2 separate regions of the Pan troglodytes genome follow, and region 2 is linked to region 1. A link is a contact called in public Hi-C data. All regions are on one chromosome and are shown on one strand. The core of a region is the stretch at or near the end of the contact, and the rest is flanking DNA. Distances in the headings are between cores, read along the strand shown. Region 1 holds the start of LOC107972755 (actin nucleation-promoting factor WAS). Region 2 overlaps BCOR (BCL6 corepressor).

The links. A called contact is a pair of places that touch in the nucleus more often than the background predicts.
Region 2: a contact with region 1 is called in a Hi-C map of stem cell-derived neural progenitor cells, with 5 times the contacts expected there. The contact joins the enhancer-like site here to the promoter of LOC107972755 in region 1. A contact is called at or near these places in 4 of 7 Hi-C or Micro-C datasets (blood, induced pluripotent stem cells and stem cell-derived neural progenitor cells), 1 of 1 datasets of contacts at active chromatin or transcription factors (stem cell-derived excitatory neurons) and 1 of 1 other capture datasets (stem cell-derived neural stem cells).

What each region holds. Positions count from the first base shown.
Region 1 is chrX:40,529,793-40,535,340 of NHGRI_mPanTro3-v2.0_pri, forward strand. It overlaps LOC107972755 (actin nucleation-promoting factor WAS), which reads right to left and starts at 2,917. Exons shown (of 1, transcript XM_016947537.4): 1 at 1-2,917. The coding sequence starts at 2,396. The coding sequence ends at 1,299. All of the region lies in intron 1 of BCOR (BCL6 corepressor), which reads right to left.
Region 2 is chrX:40,577,255-40,582,802 of NHGRI_mPanTro3-v2.0_pri, forward strand. All of the region lies in intron 1 of BCOR (BCL6 corepressor), which reads right to left. Among named protein-coding and RNA genes, the nearest start is that of BCOR, 24 kb to the right of the region's middle. Within about 2 kb of position 3,302, at least 12 of the 24 cell types and tissues checked have an H3K27ac peak or open chromatin away from gene starts, as enhancers often do. A contact at or near this core is called in stem cell-derived excitatory neurons, stem cell-derived neural progenitor cells and stem cell-derived neural stem cells, where this site is marked.

The DNA.
Region 1 (5,548 bases), core at 1,667-4,166:
CACCCAGCCTTCCACCCTGGACTACACCCTGTGTTGTACCAGAAAGGCCTGGGGGAAAGAATAAATTCTGCCACCCTTGCTTCCCCCGGGAGCCCACATTTTTGAATCTTCCTTTTCCACTGACACTCCAGAGACCTCCTTCCTCCCGGTTTAACACACTAGTGTTTTTTAGCAATTAAGGCGAGAAGGGGGTGGGGATAAAGATAAGCCAATTTTTTTTTCCGCCATGCAAGTGTGAGAGATAAGATAACGCTAAGCTGGGGCAAAGCGGCTGCTTACAACCTCCCCTTAGCGATTTTGATCGGTCACTTCTTATCTCGCAAAAATGCTCTTTTCGAAAACTGGATCAAAAAAGAAAAAGAGAAAAAGAAAAGAAAGAAAGAAAGATTTTCATTTGGAAGTGACATTTAAAACCCACCTCCCCTCCACTGACAACCCACCCCCCATTGGCGGGGCTCCCCAGGAAAAGTCGCACCTCGACTGCAGGATTTCAGGCTTTCTCGCGGGGGGCAGGATTACTAGTGCAATTAGGTTGAATAAAACCAGGGATGCGTGATGAGGATTTATCCTGTATCCAACCCAAGCTCGCGGCTGGGTTTTCCTTCTCTTAGTTACTGGTCGATGTTTGTGTTTCGCCATCGCACTCAGTGCCTTCAAACTAAACAGGTAGTTATACTTGGGAGGGTCATATAACTATGTCAACATGAAGTGGTTGTTAATGCGAAATAAGAAGAAACTCTTCTGATATTTATAGGCCCCTATAAAGGGAGAGAAAGGAAATCACACTCCCTAGAACCCGAAAGCTCCCAGCCGAACCGGACCCTCGGGGAGTTTTAGAAATCCTTCTTTCCTCACAGGAATTTCGCGAAGGGGTTTCCGGAAGACTTTGTCGAAGAAGGTTTTGGTATCAGACTCCACGACCTCAGAGCGCCCTGCAAATTCCCCCCGGCCCAGTGGCTAGCCCCAGAATGCAAACCTCAAGGCGGGCGCCCCAGACCAAGCTGACCTAGCCTCTGCCCACCCCCAGCCCACAACCCCGAGGCTCCCACCCCCTGCCCCCGACCGGGTCGGCACCGTGGCGTCCGGCACATGCCAAGTCTACCGTCTCCAGGCCAGGCTGCAAGATCCAAAGGTTGGGGCCTGCCGCGGCCGGATTGTCCCTGGGGAGCCGAAACCGCCCAGCGGGGAAACCCCTCCTCTCGCCCTTCCCCGAAAAGCTTGGCCGCGGTCTAAGCTCCGAGCAAGCGGGCATCCGCTGACAGCCGGGCCTCACGTAAGGCCCACACGCGTCCCATTAGTCAGCCCGAGTTCCCCTCGGGCGAGCCGCCTGGCGCGGCCCCAAGGCCGGGCTCAGGCGGGGAGGGGGTGCGGGGCCGCAGCGAGCTGGGGGCGGAGGTGCGGGCTCCGCGGGGCCCGGCCAGGCTCGGTTCCGCGTTCCTGGGCCCGCGGGTAAGCTGAGTCGGCGGGGCAGGCCGCTCCCTGGCTGGCGCCGGGGCGCCGAGCTGCGCTTCACGTGCCCGCCATATCAGCAGCAGCGGCGGCGGCGGCGAGGAGGGGGGGCTGGGAGGCGCGCGGCCGTTCCCGCGGGGTCTGCGGACCCCGCCTCCCCGCCCCTCCCCGTGGGGGCTGGGCCGAGACCACCCTGCGGCCCCCATCCCAGCGCAAGCCGAAAGCGGCGCTGCCAGACGCAGAGAGGCTCCTGGGGCGCCGTTCCGAGAGCCGCGCGGCGGCAGCAGCCAGGGGAGGGTGCTCCTCGCGGCCGCCCCGCCGCCGCCGCCGCAGTCACGGGGACCGGAAGCCCTCGCGCCGCCCCGAGCGGCCTCCGCTGGCCCCAGGGCTGTTCCAGACGAGGGCTGGCCGCGCGTCACCCCTGATCCCTCCTCGCCCCAGGCGACCACCCGGGCCCTGCGGTATCCCGGTGTAAGCCGGGAGGACCCTTCCTGCGGTCCGATGAGATGTCCCTGTCCCTCTGCTACCACCATAAGCACGCCCCCCCGCACCGCTCGCAGCTCCGCAGCTGGGACGGGAGGGGCGCGGAGCCGCCACTCCGGCCGGGCAGGAACACCTGCTCCCAGGCCCTGCAGCTGGGCGCGTGCTGCTGTGAGAGGCTGCCTACTGTTGTGTGCAGAGATCGCGGAGAAGAAAATAGGGCTCCGAAGCTCAGGGCCAGGAGCAGCCAAGCCTCGGCCACCCCCATCTCCCACCCACTGCAGGCGACAGAGCGCGAAGCCAGAGGGCCTGCTGGGGGCCTGGGTCTCTTTTCGAAGGTCGAAGGGCCGCCACCCCTGGGATCCGGCTTCTGGCCTGAAGAGGTCGTTCATAAAACAGATGGGGCAAAACCTGTTTTGGGAGCCTTCCCTGTGTCCGCCCCCGCTCTCCAAACCAGACACACTCATCTCCCCCTCAGCCCTACTCTAGCCTCCGGCGGGGGACAGGAGTAGGTCATGGCGGCACCGGTACTCCACCCGCCCCGCTCCACGTAGGGACGTAGGGTCGGCTGCGGGGCTCGGACTTTGCCACTCCACCTAGGGAAGGGCCAATGGACGCTCCCCGTCTCCTCCGTGTCCGAAGGAGATCGGGCGGCGGAGCTGACCTGCAAGGCTTGCCCTGCCTCACCCACCCCCCACCTCCGTCCCACCCTCCCCGACTCTCCTGGCCCAGGGCCCGGCCGGGGAAGGCGTTGTTTTGCCAGCGGGAGCCGAGCGAGTGCACAGAGAAAAGCCTCCCTGCTCTAATGAGAGTGCACACAGCGCTGCAGCGAGGAGGATGATTACCCTGCGGGCGGGGGGGCGCGGGCTCGGGCCGCGGGCGGCGTGTGCGGCGGCCCCGCGGGCCCGGAGTCCCCTCCTGTCTGGCTGCTAATCGCACGCTTTCTGCTGTTACGGAGGCAGGCGGGAGCCGGCGGCCGAGCCCAGCGCCGGCGACTCGGCGGGTGACACGGAAACATGGCGCAGCGCCCCTCCCCCGCCCGCGCTCCCGCCTCCCGCCCTCCCCGCGCTCCCGCCTCCCGCCCTCCCCGCGCTCCCGCCTCCCGCCTCGCACTTCCTCCCGCCCGCGCGGCTTTTGCAGTTCTAATGCTCTGCTTTCGGCCTGGCACCATTACGCTAGCAGCCGCTTCTCCGCGGCCCCGCGCGTCTCTTTCCCCTTTGTTTTCGGGGTCTATAGAAAACGTTTGCTTTTGTCCCGAGCTCTCGTTAAACCAAACTTGTGGTGGCAACGGAAGGCGGTGCAGGCGGGGAGGGGTCCGGGGATTTTGGCAGCAGCCGGCCAGAGCGTGGTGGAAACTTCTCTCGCTGGGTTCTCCGCTCCCTCCCACTCCCCCTCCCCAACACAGAGCCGCCGGCCTCCCGACGCTTCTCCCTTCGCCCCCGAGAGGCCCCAGTGCTCCAGGAAGGTCTGGGCCACAGAGACTGTGACCAGGGGTGAAGAACCCAGAGTGCGTGTCTGTGAGCCCCGAGGTTTTGGCACTCGATGACCTCGCTCCCTGCAGCCCCGACTTACCTCTTTCCCTTTGGTCATTCGGGGCTTTGTATCAGTCGGTGAAGAAGGAAGGGGAGGGAAGAGAAAGTGTTTCTTTCGTGCGTGTGGTTTTTATTTTTAGGATTTGTTGGAATCTGTCACCCCCAACTGCACAGCCCCCTCCCGTATAGGATCTAGGGCGAAAGCGGGGAAACGTCGGCTTTAGAGGGAAAGGGTCGGGTCAGAAACCTAGCCCTGGAGGCTGGATCGTACTCTCCTGGCGGGCTCAGCCACACTTGGTCGGCACGCGGGGCGGGGCGACCCAGCAGAGTGGGGGACGCAAGGGCCAGGTCCCTCGGTCCAGGAGACGCCAAACGTTCCAACCTTGGAGCGAGAGAGCAGGAACCCCCGCCCCCACCCAAGCGCGCGCGCTCCCTAGCTCGACGCGCAAGCCGTGGCTCTCCGCGCCAGAGCTGCTCAGGCGGCAATTTTTTAAGCCTGCAATTAAGCGAGGCGTCGCCGTGTCCTCTGCTAGTGTCGGTCCTGTCAGTCGCACATGGCCTTGGTGCTCCGGTCCGAGGCCCCGCGATTAGTCACAGGCTCGCTTCGCTCCTTCCCTAATCCGCCTCTGCAGGCAGCCTGGGGACGCGGCCGACTTGGCGGCGCTGGCAGGGAGCCACTGCCCGCGGGGCGGGCCGCCTGACCAGTGCCAGCCCCGCTGCGCCCGAGCCGGCGTGGGCCCTGGGGTGCGGGTTTGGCGCCCCTCCCCTCTCACAGCCCCCTGGCTGGGGTGGCTGCGCCCCTCCTCCTCCCGCCCCTCTCCCGGGCCTGAGAGATCTATTTGTGTGGTGTCATTTGCATAAAAATAGGACAAGTGTTTCTGTGCGTTCATACGCGGGAGGCGAAATCCTTATTGATGTGTCTGTGTGGAGCCTTCGGTTGTCGGAGCGGTTTGATTTAGGGTGTTTGTGTTGCCTTCTACAAGAAAGGAGAGAAAGTCCTTCTCAACTCCTTCGGCGGCCTGGGCCCCCAGAAGCATGTCCCTCTGCGCGGCCGGAATGGTCCACCACTTGGGCCCCAAGCGCGCCGGATCCACAGCGAGCAGGTTGAGGGCCAGGCGGGAGGCCCATTATGACTCATAAAATCGGGCGGCCTAATCGCCAGCTGCCAACCCATTTACATGTGGAGCTTCCCAATGCTCCCTTCGCCCGGGCCCGGCTTCCTGAGGGTTTGCCCCGACACAGCTAGAGCCGCCAAGTGGGAGCTAATCTAGTGGCCTCTCCTTCCCGTCGGCAGCGTGGCTTCCCTTCCCCGGCGACCCCCGCTCTCTTGGCCTACTGCGCTGCTCGCCAGCAACTCCTCACCTTGGACAAATAGCTGGGAGGGCGCCGGCCGCGCGGAGCCAGTAAATCAATCATTAACTCCCAAGCGAGGCCTGGACCAGGGGAGGGAGCGGCGGCCAGAGCCGAGTCCGCGAGGCGAGCGCAAAGCCTCCACCGGGGTTAGGAGCCACCCACGCGCCAACGAACCGGGTGCGTGAAGGCGGGTCCCGCCATGGCCTCCCGGGCCCCTCCAGAAGCCTCCGCCCGCCGGGCCTTTCAAGCCCGCACCTTGCCTGGCCAGGCAGGTCGAGTTACGGCGCTGCCCCTGGGAGAGCTTGAACATTAACGAGTCGCCTCGGGCCTCAGCGGCCTGCTCTCCACAGGAGAGCCTCCCGCGCTTGGGCAAGCTCCTCGGATCCGGCCGGGCTCCTCCTGGCTCAGGCTTGCTAAACCAAACTGATCGCACCCTGTATCGACCAATCTCCCTGCGGCACCCTCTTCCCTCAGCCCACGGTGGAGCCGGCACGCAGGGGGTTAAAAGCCCCGGTTCGCTCTGGCTCCTCGGCTGCGAGGAGAAAACGCTGATCAAAGTGCCTAAGGGGAAGGTAACACATGCACATTCGGTCCCGGGTCGAAGGAGGCCGACTGGAGACGGCTCCCGAGCCACCCGCCTCGACCCGCTTCCCACACTCCCGGGAACGCGGCGGCGGCGGCGGCCCTGGCCCGCACGATTCGCTCGGCGGAGCGCTGCGCTGCTGGGCTGGGAG
Region 2 (5,548 bases), core at 2,052-4,551, 48 kb after region 1:
GCATGGGGGAGTTGTACCTCCAGAACCCACTAAGGATGGCACGTCCCCCCTGGACCCACCAGGTACTCCAAACCAAGAGGAAAAGCATCCTTGTGGCATGTGAGTGGATTAGGCCCAAGGCGCAGGTGAGCTCTGCTGCAGAAGGAACCTACACACCAAGTCCCAAATGCCCAAGTGCTGACAGGGATTGGGGCAAGCAGGAGGGAGGGGGGATCTTTCTGCCTCCCGTCACCTCACCCTTCTGTAATGTTTTCCTGGAATGAACAGAAGTCGCCAGCAGAGTTGTTCCTGGAGCCCCTCCCTCCGGGACTGTCACTACCTCCTGGTGTAAGACAGGGAGGACCATGGCTTTCTGCCGGGAGGATCCTCTGGCTAGTACCCGAGCCTTGGATTCTGGCACGAAGCCTCACAGTTCCGATAAGGCTTTACCTCCCTTCCCACGTCTCGAAGAAAAACACCCCCTGGAACTGCTGGGGTGAACTCGGAGCCTGAGGCCAGGGTCAGCGGGGGGACGCCTCCCCACCACCACCAAGTTGCCGGCAGAGATAACAGCTGTGGAAGGGGGAGGGGAGCGACAGGCAGCCACGACTGAACGGTTGCGATCTAGAAAATTCAACAAGAGGCCGCAGCGGTGGCGGCGGCGGCGGCTCCAATTAGCTGAGCCAACTGGGGAGGCAGAGAGCGAGACGGCGGCCCCGCCGATCGTGCCCCGGGCGAGCAGGCAGGTGGGGGCGCGGGGCCTCGAGCTGCCCCGGCGGCCCTCGCTCGGCCCCTCCCGTGGGTTCTCGGAGCGCGCCTGGTGTTTACACACTGTCCTTTCGACGTGAGATCAAGTTTCAGGCCGCGCTGGAGGCGCCAGGGGCCGGCCACAGGCCCAGGAGAGGGGAAGAGGTGGAGCGGGATCTAAGGCAGCGCTGCGCCGACGAGAAGGCCTTGGCGCTCGTGGGCACAGCTAGTGCAGCGGTCCCCACGGGGTGGGGTGGAGAGAAGTTCACTGGGCAGGGTGGGTAGGGGTTGCTGGGGTTGCAGGGGGGTATCCGGAGAGAGAAACACCTCCAAGTCACTAGAGTATTTGTCTTTCGCTCACTCGGGCCGGGGAATTTAGTCCTGCAAGGGGACAGGCGGCGGCGGGGGTATGCTCAGAACCCAGGCGCTTCGACAGCCCTGAGCGCCCCTTGTGCGCTCTTCACCCCTCCCCACCCCGTCCCTTTGATATACTACCGGATCTAGGCCATTGTTACGGGGAGGGGTATGTGGGCCGAAGGAACTCGGGGTTGGAGACCTGGAGCTTCCCAGCGCGCCCTGGCCCTGGCGCTGCGGAGGCCTCGGGTGGAGTGCCGGAGGGCTCGCCGCTGCGCATCTCCTCTGAGCTGGCAGCCAGCGGGTGCCCCACGCTGTCAAGCGGCGGCGGGTGAGCTTCCAGCAGCACAGGCACACTGTAAACAGCCGCGTGCACGCCCTCCCCGCCCGGGCTGGGAACCTCACCCAAACACCACGCCGCTTTCTCTCCGGCTACCGGGCGAGGCTTTTGTAGCCAAGCCTAGGGGAAGGGGGTCCCCACCCCACCCCCAGGCCACCCGGGCCCCGGAGCCAGCGTTCTGAATCTGCAGGAGTGCGGGGTGCTGCGGGGAGGGGAGGGAGTCAGCGCCTGCCCCCTCCTCACTGAATGTCTGCTTTGTTCCGGAAAACAAGGGAAGCATTAGGCGGCTGCCCCCGGGGAAACACAAAACTTCTTTTTGAATCTCGGGAAGGGCGGTTGACTGCATTAAGGAGCTCCCGAGACAGAATGAGGAAGGGAAAAGCCGAGAGGGCGGGAGGAGACAGGGAGACTTCCGAGGGAGGCCGATGGTCAAAGTGGGGGGTGAAACCGCTCAGGGTGACCGGGCTGGAGACCCAGGAACCCGACTCGGCGCGAAGGTGCCGCGCGAGTTCCAGCGAGCAGCCTGCCCGGCCAAGTGGCGCCTGCCCAGCCGTCGGCCGTGCCAGCTTCCTGCCCTGCCCAGGACCGCGGAGCAGTCGGGGACGCCGCCGCAGGCTGGCCCGGAATCGCAGGACAGCGGGGGGGGAGGGGGTAGCCAGGCCGCAAGTAAACTCGCACTAGAGCTTTCTGCACACCTCCGCCCTAGAGAGGGGGCCCGGACCCCCGGTCTGTGAGGCGTCGGCTTTGGCCTTCCAACCTGGGGGTGCGCGAGGAAGCAAAGACCCAGGGGGCACCCCCACCCTCGCCCGAGGGTAGGGGACAGCTGAAATGTCTTTGGTCTTGTTTGATGACCGCTTGGCGGATCTGCTCCCATCCGGGTTCTGCCGTTCCGAGGGTGCCGGGTCAGTGATACCCAGGCCGGTCTGAGCAGGCATGTGGATGAGCAAAAGCAAATCTGTCGCTCCTCCGACCGCCACCCCTCACTTAACCTTTCCTGCATCCAAGGAAGGGGAGGGCACCCAGACTCTGCCCCACCCCCCGCGGGGCGCTCCCTCTGCCTCGGAAGCTGAGACTAAGAGCGAGGGTTTTCCCCCTTTCCCCTGGGCTCGCTGGGTTTCTAACTTCCTCTAAACCTCCCTCCTCGCTCCGAAAAGCCCCGAGGAGAGGAGCTGAGAGGAAGCACGCCGCTAGTGTGCAAAATGAAGACCATGTGTGAGGCCGGCGGCATCAGAGTGCAGCTGCGGGGGTTAGGGGGTGGCAAAGGCCCCCGCGCGGCCGGAAGCTCGGGGCCGCAGCAGCCAGTGCCTCTGCTCTGCGTTGGGGACTCGGAGCCGCAGCGAGAGGCAGTGGAGAGGCAGGGCTGGCCTCGTGGCGGGAGGCGAGGAGGGGGTGCGAGGGCTGCCGCGCCGTGGGGGGCAGGGGGCGGCGACGCAGCCCCGGCTTCCTGGGCCGCAGCTGCGACCGAGGGCGCAAGAGCAGATCGTGCTCTGCGGCGGTGGCGGCTCGGGCCCGCCGCTCTAGCAGCTGAGAATCAACAAAGGGAGGCGGCGGGGGAGGGGCGCCACCGAGCGTTCGCGGGCTGCTCTGGAATAATAAAAAATAATTAATAATGATAATAAGAGAAAAATCCCCCGGCTTTCATGGCTCTGGGTTTCCGTGTGGCTGCAGCGGGAAGCGCGCTGTCCTTGAGGCGGCCTCTCTCGCCTGGCCTGCCCGCCCCTCCCCCTCCTCGCCCCCTCCCCTCCCCAGGAACCGGGAAGAGAAAGGTCTGCAGCTGACAAATATTATCCATTCTCCCCATCGATCGCGGAGTGTACAGATGTGAGCGCTTGATGTGCCCGCGGAGCGGCGGATCCTCCCTGCTCGCTCGCTCTCGCCCAGGCTCCGCTCGCCGTCCCCCTCCTCCCCCTTTGTTCTCCTCCCCTTTCCCTCTCTTTAAATAGATTTCAGGGCGCTGCCTGTTGGAGAGCAGCTGGCGATCTCTCCCGAGAGAGGGAGCGAGCGAAGCCCGAGGTGCCCTGTCACCAGCCTCCCCTCCCCCACCTCGGCTTTTCGCTACGTCCCCCCTACCCCACCTTTCTCCAGTTTCCAAAATAGAAAACACCGGGAACACCCACGTCCACTGCACCGCGAGCCCCTGGGAGCCTTTGGACCCCTCGTGCTGTTCCTTGTGTCTGTGTCTGTGCAGAGGAAGGGGAGTGCAGGGAGGGGACCCAGGGCCGCGGCAGAAGAGCCAAGGGTCCGGATCTTTCCCTGGCAGCAGCAGGGACGCAGCGTGGGTCACGCTAAGAGGGTACAGTTTACCCATTAGGGAAAGTCGGCGGAGACGGCCCTGTTATTCCTCTTTTGCAGATGGCAGATTAATCCGGCAGCGCCCGGCCTCAAAGGGACCGGCTGCTCGGCAAAGGGTTAACCCGTCGGCCGGTAATCGTGGACACGCGCGCACACACACACACGCACGCGCGCGCGCGTCCTCTCCGCCTGCCCGAGCGCCCGCCGCGGCCCGCAGTGCGCCCGGGGCTGGGGGAGTAGCTGCGGGAGGGGAGGGGGTCGGGGGAGGGGCGGGGCGGGCTTAACCAGGCCGCTCGACTGAGCCGGGGCCACCTCGCCGTCTGTCACTTAAATGATTGTCCTCCGCTCCGCTCAGTGCGGTCAGTACGGGCTGTTAACAGGCAGTTGCAATCAGTTTCCGAAAGGTCAGCCAAGGTCCTCCGGCTCTCGCAGACGGAAGGCATTACGAAACCGCTTTTGTATCTGCAGGCACTTTAGAAAAAGAGGCGAGAAGGGGCGCACCGCAGTGCCGCGGCTGCTGCGACCGGGGGAGAGGGTCGGGGGCTGCGGAGCAGAGGAGTCCGCACCCCCGCGGCCAGGGTCAGGCGGCGTGGATATCACCCGCGGAGTGACCCAGGGCCTCCGGGTTTCGGTGGGGAAGCAGGAAGGGGGTGGGGAGCAGGCGGCAAGGGAAGGAGGAGTGGGAGGAAGTGGGAGAGGCGTCCTGGCTCCTCTCCTCACCCAGCCAACAGCCCACACCCGGACCCAGACAGGAGCGGGCGGCCTTGGACGCGAGGAGACCCCACTCGGACTCCCAGGCCCTCCTGGCGCCTGGAAGTAGGGAGGGGGTGTGGGGGGGGAAAGACCCTCGCCGAGCGAGCGAGTCCCAGCGCGGTGTCTGAAGACGCTGCTGCCGCCGCCGCTAGAAGTCGTCCATCAGCAACCAGTCCAACCTGCCAGTGATAATGTGCGATCAACACCAAATCACCCCCGCCAGGCGCGATCCATCATCGCAGCGCGCCGCGGGCCCGCGTGAGGCTGACTCGCGGCTGGGGTGGGGAGGGGGGGCGCGCGGAGCAGGAGGCGGTCGCCCAGCACACCCGGACTCTCCGCGCACCTCGCTGCCCCTCCTGGAGGCCTGCACCCAGGCGCTCATAACTCTCCAAGTTCCCCAGCTACAGAGCGAAAACCCAGTGGCTCCGAGTTCTGGGCACAGCTCACTTAGGAGTCCGCGCGTCCTCCGCGCCCTGCTGTCGTGGTCACACCCTGCAAAGCCATTCCAGCCTCGGAGCTGCCCTGCCCATCCCCTCCCCCTCCTCCGAGAAACCGTGGCTGGCAGGAAATTAATATTTAATATCGTGAAATTGATTAAAGGGCTGGAAGCCGGCGATGGGTTGGGGGGAAGGGTAAGGACTCCTAGCGTAATTAAAGATCTGAGAGTCGTGGTCGTTCCTTGTCGGCCCTGGCCGCACGTGGCCTTTGTGAAGCCGAGGCGGGGTCGGACTGGGCTGAGCCTGGCGAGCCGGGGTCAGGAGCCCGTGCAGCTTAGGCTCTGGCCCGCGCGGCCGGGTTTTTTCGGGGCGGGGGTAGGGCTGGGGCGGCACAGCAGCGGCAGGGGATGAGGAGGTAACCTTAGGGCACCCGGGGCTGCGCGCAGAGCCACTCTTCCCCTGCCCGCCTGCACCGTGGGCCACTGGAGCCCGAGGGTCGGGTGCTACAACTGCTGTCTTGCTTGTACAGCACAGAAGCGCCTTTACTGACCAGGTGGCCTCGAGGGCGCACCGCCTACCTCCCAGGCCCCCTTTCAGCAGCCTCACTCTGGGCCCCGCTTCGAGGCGCCTCCCCAACCCCTGACAG